3 separate regions of the Mus musculus genome follow, and all the other regions are linked to region 1. A link is a contact called in public HiChIP or PLAC-seq data. All regions are on one chromosome and are shown on one strand. Each heading gives the region's core, a stretch centred on a gene start, on an enhancer-like site or on the middle of the called end of the contact. The rest is flanking DNA. Distances are from core to core; before and after follow the strand shown.

Evidence for each region. HiChIP or PLAC-seq counts read pairs in DNA pulled down with a chosen protein or histone mark.
Region 2: a contact with region 1 is called in an H3K4me3 HiChIP or PLAC-seq map of bone marrow-derived macrophages, with 6 times the contacts expected there. The contact joins two enhancer-like sites. A contact is called at or near these places in 5 of 115 datasets of contacts at active chromatin or transcription factors (bone marrow-derived macrophages, embryonic stem cells, microglia and 2 more) and 1 of 9 other capture datasets (macrophages).
Region 3: a contact with region 1 is called in an H3K4me3 HiChIP or PLAC-seq map of bone marrow-derived macrophages, with 4 times the contacts expected there. The contact joins the promoter of Abcc4 here to the enhancer-like site in region 1. A contact is called at or near these places in 1 of 39 promoter capture datasets (cranial neural crest), 1 of 484 Hi-C or Micro-C datasets (CD4 T cells), 6 of 115 datasets of contacts at active chromatin or transcription factors (astrocytes, bone marrow-derived macrophages, craniofacial prominence and 3 more) and 1 of 9 other capture datasets (embryonic stem cells).

The regions. Positions count from the first base shown.
Region 1 is chr14:118,096,802-118,100,123 of GRCm38.p6, forward strand. No RefSeq gene overlaps it. Among named protein-coding and RNA genes, the nearest start is that of Gm31633, 7.7 kb to the left of the region's middle. Within about 2 kb of position 1,675, at least 34 of the 459 cell types and tissues checked have an H3K27ac peak or open chromatin away from gene starts, as enhancers often do. A contact at or near this core is called in bone marrow-derived macrophages, where this site is marked.
Region 2 is chr14:118,909,257-118,912,578 of GRCm38.p6, forward strand. Dzip1 (DAZ interacting protein 1) reads right to left here. Exons shown (of 22, transcript NM_025943.3): 6 at 3,186-3,310; 7 at 2,086-2,247; 8 at 178-315. Among named protein-coding and RNA genes, the nearest start is that of Dzip1, 15 kb to the right of the region's middle. Within about 2 kb of position 1,520, at least 82 of the 459 cell types and tissues checked have an H3K27ac peak or open chromatin away from gene starts, as enhancers often do. A contact at or near this core is called in bone marrow-derived macrophages, where this site is marked.
Region 3 is chr14:118,704,558-118,707,879 of GRCm38.p6, forward strand. It overlaps Abcc4 (ATP-binding cassette, sub-family C (CFTR/MRP), member 4), which reads right to left and starts at 1,662. Exons shown (of 31, transcript NM_001033336.3): 1 at 1,479-1,662. The coding sequence starts at 1,552.

The DNA.
Region 1 (3,322 bases), core at 425-2,924:
CAATGAATTCATGAAATTCTTAGACAAATGGGTGGATCTGGAGGGCATCATCCTGAGTGAGGTAACCCAATCACAAAAGAACTCACATGATATGCACTCACTGATAAGTGGATATTAACCCAGAAACTTAGAATACCCAAGATACAATTTGCAAAACACATGAAACTCAAGAAGAATGAAGACTAAAGTGTAGACACTTTGATCTTTCTTAGAATGGATCAAAATACCCATGGAAGGAGTTACAGAGACAAAGTGTGAAGCAGAGACTGAAGGAATGACCATGCAGAGACTGCCCCACCCGGGGATCCATCCCATAAACAACCACCAAACCCAGACACTATTGCAGATGCCAACAAGAGCTTGCTGACAGGAGCCTGATATAGTTGTCTCCTGAGAGTCTCTTCCAGTGCCTGACTAATACAGAAGTGGATGCTCACAGCCATCTATTGGATGGAGCACAGGGTCCCCAATGAAGGAGTTAGAGAAAGGTCCCAAAGAGCTGAAGGGGTTTGCAGCCCCATAGGAGGAACAACAATATGAACTAACCAGTACCCCCAGAGCTTCCTGGAACTAAACCACCAATCAAAGAAAACACATGGTGGGACTCCTATCTCTAGCTGCATATGTAGCAGAGGGTGGCCTTGTCTGTCATCAATGGGAGGAGAGGCCCTTGGTCCAGTGAAGGTTCTATGCCCCAGTATAGGGGAATGCCAGGACCAGGAAACAGGAGTGGGTGGGGTTGGGAGCACGAGGCGGGGGGGGGGGGGGGGGAGGATAGGGGGTTCTCAGAGGGGAAACCAGGAAAGATGATAACATTTAAATTGTAAATTAAAAAAATATCTAATAAAAAAATCTGGATCCATCATGGGCTGAACTTCTCCCTGAGGTTTTGGGTGTGGTTAATGGATCATGAGGGAGAGACAATTCTTTTGTGATACAACACTGGTAATATGCCGTGTCCCTGTAAAAACAAAACCGAAAACAAAAACAAAAACAAAACATTCACCCACCCACACTCCTGTAGACAACCTTAATGAAGCTCATTATGTCTTTCTCTGGATCTTGCCCTCCCCCACTCTCTCTATGGAGCTAGTTTGGAAAGGGAGAGTTGTTAGCAGAGCTGGGTGGGGACAAGACAGGGTAACAAGGTTGTACATTTGTGAATATTAATTGGACCATCAAAATGCCATAATGAAATCCATCATTACATATAATTAATATACACAAATTTATAATATATATATATATATATATATACATATATATATAGGCCTGTGAATTAAAAAAAGATTAGTTTTTAAAGTAAGGTCTAAATAAGTAAATGGGGATCATGTATATGTGTATGTGTATGTGTATGTATATGCATATGCATATGTATTTACACACACGTATATATGGACAGTGCCACCCATTGTCAAAGCTTGAATCTCCAGTGCTGCAGCCCATGAGTCAAAGGCTTGGTTGTCCACATCATATGATGCTATAGGGGGATGGTAGAAATGCTATAGGGGGATGGTAGAAATGCTATAGGGGGATGGTAGAAATGCTATAGGGGGATGGTAGAAACTTAGGAAGTGAGTCCTGGATAAAGGAAGTTAGGTCACTGGGGGTGTGTCCTTCAAGGAGATAAGAGCTACCAGTTCCCTCTGAGTGAGTCACTGTGAGGCAACCAGCCTCTCTTGTCACATAGTACACCACAGAGACTTGCCTTGCCACTGGCCCAGGAGCAGTATGGTCAATGGAACAGCTATCAAAACCTCAGAATCGTGAGCTCAGACAAACCTCCCCTCCTCTGATCTGCTTCACAGCATTGGAAAGCTGACACTCGTGGAAAGCTCTTGCTAATGTAGAATGAAAATACAGAAACTGGACAAACCAGTTACCAGTACCATGAAGGAAGGAATAACCAGGTACAAACAAGAGTATTTTATATCCTCTAAGATATCTGTGGTCTGCAAGATGCCAATTTAGAAAAGAACACCAAAAATATGAAGAGATAGTCCATATCAGACACATGTATTAAAAAGCTGTATTTATCGGACTACAAACATGCTAGGAGGGATAGGGATATGTAGTATAGGGTGCAGTTTACTTGGTAGAATTCTGGCCAGCATGCTCAAAGCCCTGGGTTTAATCTTCAGCATCACACAAAACTAAACCTTGGTGGTTCAGGCAAGGGATGGAAGCAGGAAGATCAGAAGTTCAAGGTCATCAGGTACAAAGCAAGTGTGAGGTCAGCTTGGTCTATGAGGAGACCGAGGGAGAGCTAGCAATAGTAAGATAAGGGCCTTTACTAAAGCTAGGTGTGGGGACAAAACTTACAGGGAGACTGAATATGTTATTAAAGAGTGTGAAAATACTTAGTACTTTTAAATGTGAAAATGTCATTCTCGATATAAAACATGGTAGCTTGTAGGAGACCAGTGCTGAAATATTTAAAGGTAAATTGTCATATTATTTTTCTTTTCTTTTGAGACGGGGACTCTTTATGCAGCTTTGACTGGCTGGGACAGGAACTTTCTCTCTATACATACCAGGCTGACCTCAAACTCAGAGATCTGCCTGCCTTCTCTGCCTGCCTCCTCTGCCTCTGCCTCTGCCTCTGCCTCTGCCTCTGCCTCTGCCTCTGCCTCTGCCTCTGCCTCTGCCTCTGCCTCTGCCTCTGCCCCTGCCCCTGCCCCTGCCCCTGACCCTGACCCTGACCCTGACCCTGACCCTGACCCTGCCTCTGCCTCTGCCTCTGCCTCTGCCTCTCTGCCTCTCTGCCCCTGCCTCTGCCTCTGCCTCTGCCTCTGCCTCTCTGCCCCTGCCCCTGCCCCTGCCCCTGACCCTGACCCTGCCCCTGACCCTGACCGTGACCCTGACCCTGCCTCTGCCTCTGCCTCTGCCTCTGCCTCTCTGCCCCTGCCTCTGCCTCTGCCTCTGCCTCTGCCTCTGCCTCTGCCTCTGCCTCTGCCTCTGCCTCTGCCTCTGCCTCTGCCTCTGCCTCTGCCTCTGCCTCTCTGCCCCTGCCTCTGCCCCTGCCCCTGCCCCTGCCTCTGCCTCTGCCTCTGCCTCTGCCTCTGCCTCTCTGCCCCTGCCCCTGCCCCTGCCCCTGCCCCTGCCTCTGCCTCTGCCTCTGCCTCTGCCTCTGCCTCTCTGCCCCTGCCTCTGCCTCTGCCTCTGCCTCTGCCTCTGCCTCTCTGCCCCTGCCCCCTGCCCCCTGCCCCCTGCCTCCTGCCCCCGCCTCTTCCTTGAATGCTAGAGTTTAAAGCATGCATGGCTATGCATGGCTTCAGTAACTATCTCAGACATATACACACAAAGAAAGAGCAAAATGTTA
Region 2 (3,322 bases), core at 270-2,769, 810 kb after region 1:
CAAACATCCACACCATGGCTCAAAACCACTTGTAATTCTAGTTCCAAGGGATCCAGTGCCCTCCTCCTGGCCTGTATGGGCACTGCATATATGCCGTGCACATAAGCTCATGGAGGCACACACACGTAATTAGATACATGTTACATGTTGTGGCCGCGGTCACCACGCGTGCTGTACCTGGCTGTCAAGCAGCTGTAGCATGTTCTGGAAGTCCTGGGGACACGGAAGATGGTCTTCTCTCAGCTCAGTAACGTCTCTTAAGGTGCCTATGTTGGACTTGATCTGGATGTTAGACTTCTGTATTTCTAACAACTGCTATGGATGAAAAGAATCACCAAGAGAAACGTCAGACATTGACTTAACGGCAACAGCGAAGAAGCCAGAAGCACAAAGCCGCGTTCAGCCATCCCTCTCCCTCCGGACACCCCTTGCCTGTCTCCTCCGCTTTGCTCTTTTTCTACCAGTCTCTGATCTTTGATATCTCCACCAGAATGTGGAAAAAATGGGAAGGAGACTCATGTTTTTTTAAAATGGTTTGTTACTGGGAGCCAGGGTATGCCCATGTCCATGTCAGAGGACAACCGTAGTCCAGTCTCACTTTCTGCCTTTCTGCGCATTTCAGGGACTGAGAGCGGACTGAAGCCGGCTTGCACACAGCTGCTTTACTCGCTGGCCATCTCTCTGCCCCCTCACCCACTCCCCAAGCCAACCTCTGACCTCTGACGATGGGTCTTTAAATTCTTGACAGAAACATCTGTGAGAGGAACTGGGTATATCTCCTCTTTCTGTTTATTTTTTTTAAGGCAGATCTTGCTGCCTTGGCCCAACTGGACTTGAACTCTGGCTGACCCCGCCTCAGCCTCCCAGTGCTGGATTGCAGGGGTGTATCACCACGCCTGTGACACTTCTGAGAAGTTACGATATTGCAATAGAAGACGAACACTGCCCAGAGGCCATACCAGTAAATCCACCAGGGATATAAATGTTTTAATTTCCCTAAAGTTAATTATGGAAAAAAAAATCTCAGACAACAACAGGCGATAAAGTTAACATCACGGACATTATACCACTACTTCGTTGTCCGTTCACTGCAACCGCTGAAAGTGCAAAGAAACTTCTCCGTACAGAAGTTCCTTCCTACCAATACTACAGCTCCGGGTGGCAAGGCCAAAGTGAAAGCCTTAGACCACGGAGACCATGTGTGACCTTGGTACAATTCGACGAAGCGACACACTGTCTCCGAGATCCACTCCACAGAAACGCTGACTAATCACGTTACCCTGTCACTAGTCAGATGAACCCCAGCAACGGGACTTGCCATACAAACAACCCGCACTTCAGATCTTTAGCTTCCACAACAACAAGGCTGACAAACTATCCCCGGCCACAGAAAAGCCTAAGGAGTCGGAATGACCCACTGTAACATGGCGTCTTGGACGAGATCCTGAGCAGGAAAGGAAAATAAATAAAAGGATTCTGGTGTTGTGTTTAGTTTTGCTTCTGAAACTCGTCCGCCCCTAGAGGGAGCCCAAGGATCGACCTCATTTCCCTCCTTTTCTCCTCAGGAACTGGATCAGCACAGAGGATGTGGAGGTGTCTGTGGACCACAGCTGTTCCCACACGGCACAGGGCCCCCTTGCCGGTTCCTGCTTACTTTAGAGACCCGATCCTCCTCAAAGGTCAGGTGTGGACCGAGGAGAGGGCTAGCAAATACTCTTCCTCTTCTGCTGCCTTGGTGATCTGTATCAGCCTTTCCACCCACTACTTGGAACATTCTAGAATTCGTTCAAGGGTTTGTGGTTTAAGGCTATTTAAACCTAACCAGGTGAGGAAGTTTCCTCTTGGGTGGAACAGATACACCCACAGGGGTTCTGTTCTAGGGTCTGGGGACAGACCACCCACTCACAACAAAACAGTCTCGCTCACCTGCTCTACCTCCTCAGCGCCTCTTGCGACCTGGGATGCCCGGGGAGGAGGGGTGGTGTATACTTGGCATGTAAACGACCTGACCCCTGGCTATGATGCCATGCTAACACCCATCTTAAAGCAAGCGATCCTATGAAGACGTCTAGGTTGCATACTTACATATTCTAATGCTGAGTTCTTAGAAGTTAACTCTTTAAATTCCCTCATAAACATCCCCTTGACCTTCTCCATCTCCTCGAGTAACTTCTCCTTCTCCTCCTCTTTCCATCTGTCAAACAGCTTCAGAAAGTCTTCCTCTTTTGATTTCTGCATTTCATAGTCCTGAAATTATTTTAGCATTATGTCACTAGGGGCTCTGGATATAACACATGTGCAAATTTTTTAAACAAATCATAGCTTCACCCCAAATCTGTTAGTATTTCTTCTGTGAATTAGACCTGTAGTAACACTCTCCAAAGCCACTGGCCTATACACAGTGATTCTTCCCTACCAAAGCACAGATGGGGAGCAGGCAGATGGCTCAGTGGGTAAAGAACACACCCACGCCCACATACATGTGCTCAATAAATAAATGCAAGTAAACAGAAACAAACAAACCACATTTGGAGCCTGGCGCTCCGGCTTGGTGGTTAACAGTGCTTGCTGCAGAAGCGTGAGGATCTGAGGTCAAATCCCCAACACCAATGTATACACCCAGCATGGCCCCATACGAGCTTACAACCCTGTGCTGTGCGAGTCACAAACAGGAGCACTGCTGAGGCCTGAGGGCATTCAGCCTTAACCAGGTTCAGTGAGAGATATTGTCTCAAAGGAATAAGGACTCCAGCCCATACGAGTATGCATACATACATGCAACACATATCATGCTCAATACACACATATATCATACACAGACGATACACACACACTCTCTCTCATACACACATGCTGACACACACTGACACACACAATGACACAGACACGTTGACACACACTGACATAGACACACACTGACACACACTGACATAGACACACACTGACACAGACACATTGACACACACTGACACACACACACTGACATAGACACACACTGACACACACACTGACACAGACACATTGACACACACTGACACACACACACTGACACACACACACACACACACACACTGACACATACACACTGACACACACACACACACACCATGAAGCCAGCATGCCTCTTTCCCTGCATTAAAGTACTTGTCATTGCACCATCTCCAGGACAGAGCCCTGTGTCCCACCTTAGAGAAGCGAACTGCATGAGAGTGCTGTGCAGACTCCAGCTGAGACCTAGTGAGCTGCAGCTGTTCCTTCAACATGTCAATCTCCTTCTGGAGCCTGTCGGTCTGGGCCTTTGTATTATACTCTGTGCAAGAGA
Region 3 (3,322 bases), core at 412-2,911, 610 kb after region 1:
TGAGGCTGTCTCAAGCAAACAAACAACAGCCGATTGTGCCTTGCTACCTTATCCTAGCTGGTCTCAGCTCCATAGCTGCTCAAGTCATCCTCCCACCTTAGCCTTCCAAGAGACAGGGACTGGAGGTATGTGCCACCCACACCCAGCTCTCGCTTCACCTCCATTCTGAAAGTCCGCTCACAGGAAAATCATCAGGAGGTCTGTGTATTGCCAAAAGCTCGGGAGACCAAGACAGCCCACCCGCTCTGAGTTATGTATTTTTTTTTTAAATTCATTTCACCACATTCCTTCTTCCCGCAAGCTCCTCTTGACCGAGTGTCCAAAATCGGATCCTGCACACACTGCATCAGCAGTTAAAAACAGTAGTAAATGACTCTGAAGCTCCCTAGGTTTTCACATTTTAAAAAGGTAACATTAGAACGTGAGGAAGATGAAATGGCGGAGGTCAAGGAATAAAAACTATTCTTGTTAGCCAAGCGTGTACTAGCCAGCCCAGGCTACTAGGCGGAAAACTACTTAGGAATGTCATCTATCTAAACCTCTTCACCTGTTTCCTACAAAAAGAGGGGTGGGGCGGAGACCAGATCAGGGAACCCATCAGTGGTTTTAGGCATGGAAACCTTGACTCCTGTCTCTGAACACATCTTGGTAAGACCCCCAACAGGCTTCCGAAACTCATTCCCAAGAGGGATATGGCCATCAAAGGCAGAAATGAAAAGTCCATCTAACAGGGGAAAATGTACTCCACTATGGCTGCGTTTCTGTCAAGAGGAAAACATCATGTTGATCTTGCTCAAGAGTAGTGTCCCCATTCGTAACTAAATAAAACATCGTAATAAAGTGACCTTTTAACTCACAGCCATACTTAGGTACTAGGACACACACAGAGGGGCCAGAAGGAGAGACGGGATCCTAGAAGTTAAACTTCCTTACACACACACACACACACACACACACACACACACAGGCAATCAATGGACCTGAAAGATGTCTGGTAAGGTGTTTCAGAAGGCCATGGGGACAACAGAGTTTGGCGTTCGCCCAGAACTCTAACTTCAGCTGCTTTTTGATAAGCCCATCTGTTCACTGCTGCTTAAAGAGAAATAAAGAGGTGCAGTTTGGGTGAGGGAGTTGTGCAAGCCCTGAGCCGGGATGGGAAGCTAGCGAAGGTGGGCATACAGAGCCCGCCCTCCAGGGCACCCCCGCACCTCCCATGGATCCCCACGGTTTCGGGTGGGCGCCACCTGCGTCTGCCACCGGTCCCCGCGTGCCCCTCCTGGAGGAGAGCGGCACGGGCGTGGGGTGCGGGCGGGGACCGCAGGCCGCGTGGCGCACGCGCGACAAGGAGCCCGGAGTGTAAGGCTGTGCAGGAAACGCATCCTCCGACCATCAGGGACCGGCGCTGAGCATCGGACACGCGGCTAAGCCGACGCGGAGCATCTCGTGGACGGAGGAACGGGCCCGGACCCGGCACTCACCAGAAGAACACGCGCGAGCAGAGGTTGGCGTCCTGCAGCGGGTTGGGTTTCACCTCGGTGTGCACCGGCAGCATCTCGCCCGCGGTGCGCGCGGCCGGGCGGCGGCTCCGGGAAGCGCGGGTGAGGATGCTCGAGCTCCGGCCTCGGCCGGAGCCTCGCAGGCAAGCAGCGGCTTCCGGGAACCAAGCGCCGGCCCGCCCTGACCCCGCCTCTCGGGGCTCCTCGGGGCGCCCGCTACGCGCTGTCGCCGCCGCCTCCTCGAGCCTGGGAGAAGCGTGTCGCGTGAGAGCGCAGGGGGACGGCCGCTGGGGAAACGACAGAGACCAACCGCGCGCAGGTGACCGGGGGCGGCTCGGGGAACGCGGAGCCGGGCGGGGAAGCCGCACGTGCTTGAGACCCGTTGCAAACTTTGCCGAAGTTTAAGATCAGCACCCAAGCACCACCCTGAAGGTGGCGGGGGCGGTACCGGCTGTGCCCGCCCCCGCGCTCGGAAACGCCCCCTAGGCTTTGCGCTCCTGGAGATCTGGTGAAAGCCGCCTGGCTTTGCCTGCGGTCCCCTGGCATGCTGCCCTCATCAGGACCAAATAGGGTGCTGTGGGAGATTGTTCCACCTGCAGGCCAAGAGTCGGACCTGGAACAACAGCAAGGTTTATCAGATTGCCTTTGCAGACCTTAAAGCCGTGAAGACCGTCAGGCCACCCGATATTAGGACACAAGGATTTGGGGAGATGAATAGAGTGCTACCATTTCGGACGGCTTCTTGACCTTTCCTACATTGCTTGGCATGGCGGACCTGTGTAAGCAGTTGGCTGTCCTCTTAGATTAGGTAAGGGAAATCAGATAATACGCTGCCTGGCATGTTTCTTTCACGGAGCCCTGAGAGGCTCCCAGAGGATCCGTGGCAAAGGGAACCGATGTTACAGGACACCTTGCTGTGCCTTTCTATAAGCCTACTCCGCTTCTAATTTACTTTTCGAAATGGTTATTACTATTTTACTGAATAAATTCAGACTCAAAAGATCTAGCTTGTCCGAGATCTTAAGGTTAGTGATGATGAAATCTGACTTGTACTCAAGCTGGCATAAGAAGTGCCAGGGTGCCCCGACACAGTGAGGAAGGTATGGGTCCTGGCTCGTGGACTAGTGTTCACAAGCCCAGGGTTCTGGCGTGGCCGTGTTAACTGCCTCTGCTGCTTTGGTTCACTTCAGCGCTGGGTAAGGAAAGAAGAGCGGTTTCGAATTCATGGCCCTAGTGACAATTTCACCGGTCCTTTTGCTGTGAGAAAATACTCTGACCAGAAGCAGCTTGGATAAGAAAGAGTTTATTTCAGGCTTACACTTGCAGGTAATAAACAGTCTATCACGGAGAGAAGTCGGGCCCAGAGCTGAAACAACAACAACCCTGTTGGCCTGTTGGTGCTGACTCCAGCCTGCAGTGGGCTGGGTCCTCATGCCATCTCCAATGGGTCATTCTCTCACAGCTGCCATCAGCCAAGCCCATCTGGGCAGTTCTTTACTTGAAGTTCCTAATTTTCTGGTGACTCTAGGTTGTGTCTGGTTGACAATTAAAAAAAAAAAAAAAAAAAAAAAAAGCCGGGCATGGTGGCCCATGCTTTTAATCCCAGCACTCGGGAGGCAGAGGCAGGCAGATTTCTGAGTTCGAGGCCAGCCTAGTCTACAAAGTGAGTTCCAGGACAGCCAGAGCTATACAGAGAAACCCTATCTCAAAAAACCAAAAAAAAAATCTAAATGAATAAATGAATAAATAAATAAATAAATAAATAAAAATAAAAGTCAACTAACTTAGCTTTCTTTGGTCATTTCCCATATGCGCTTATTTAAGTG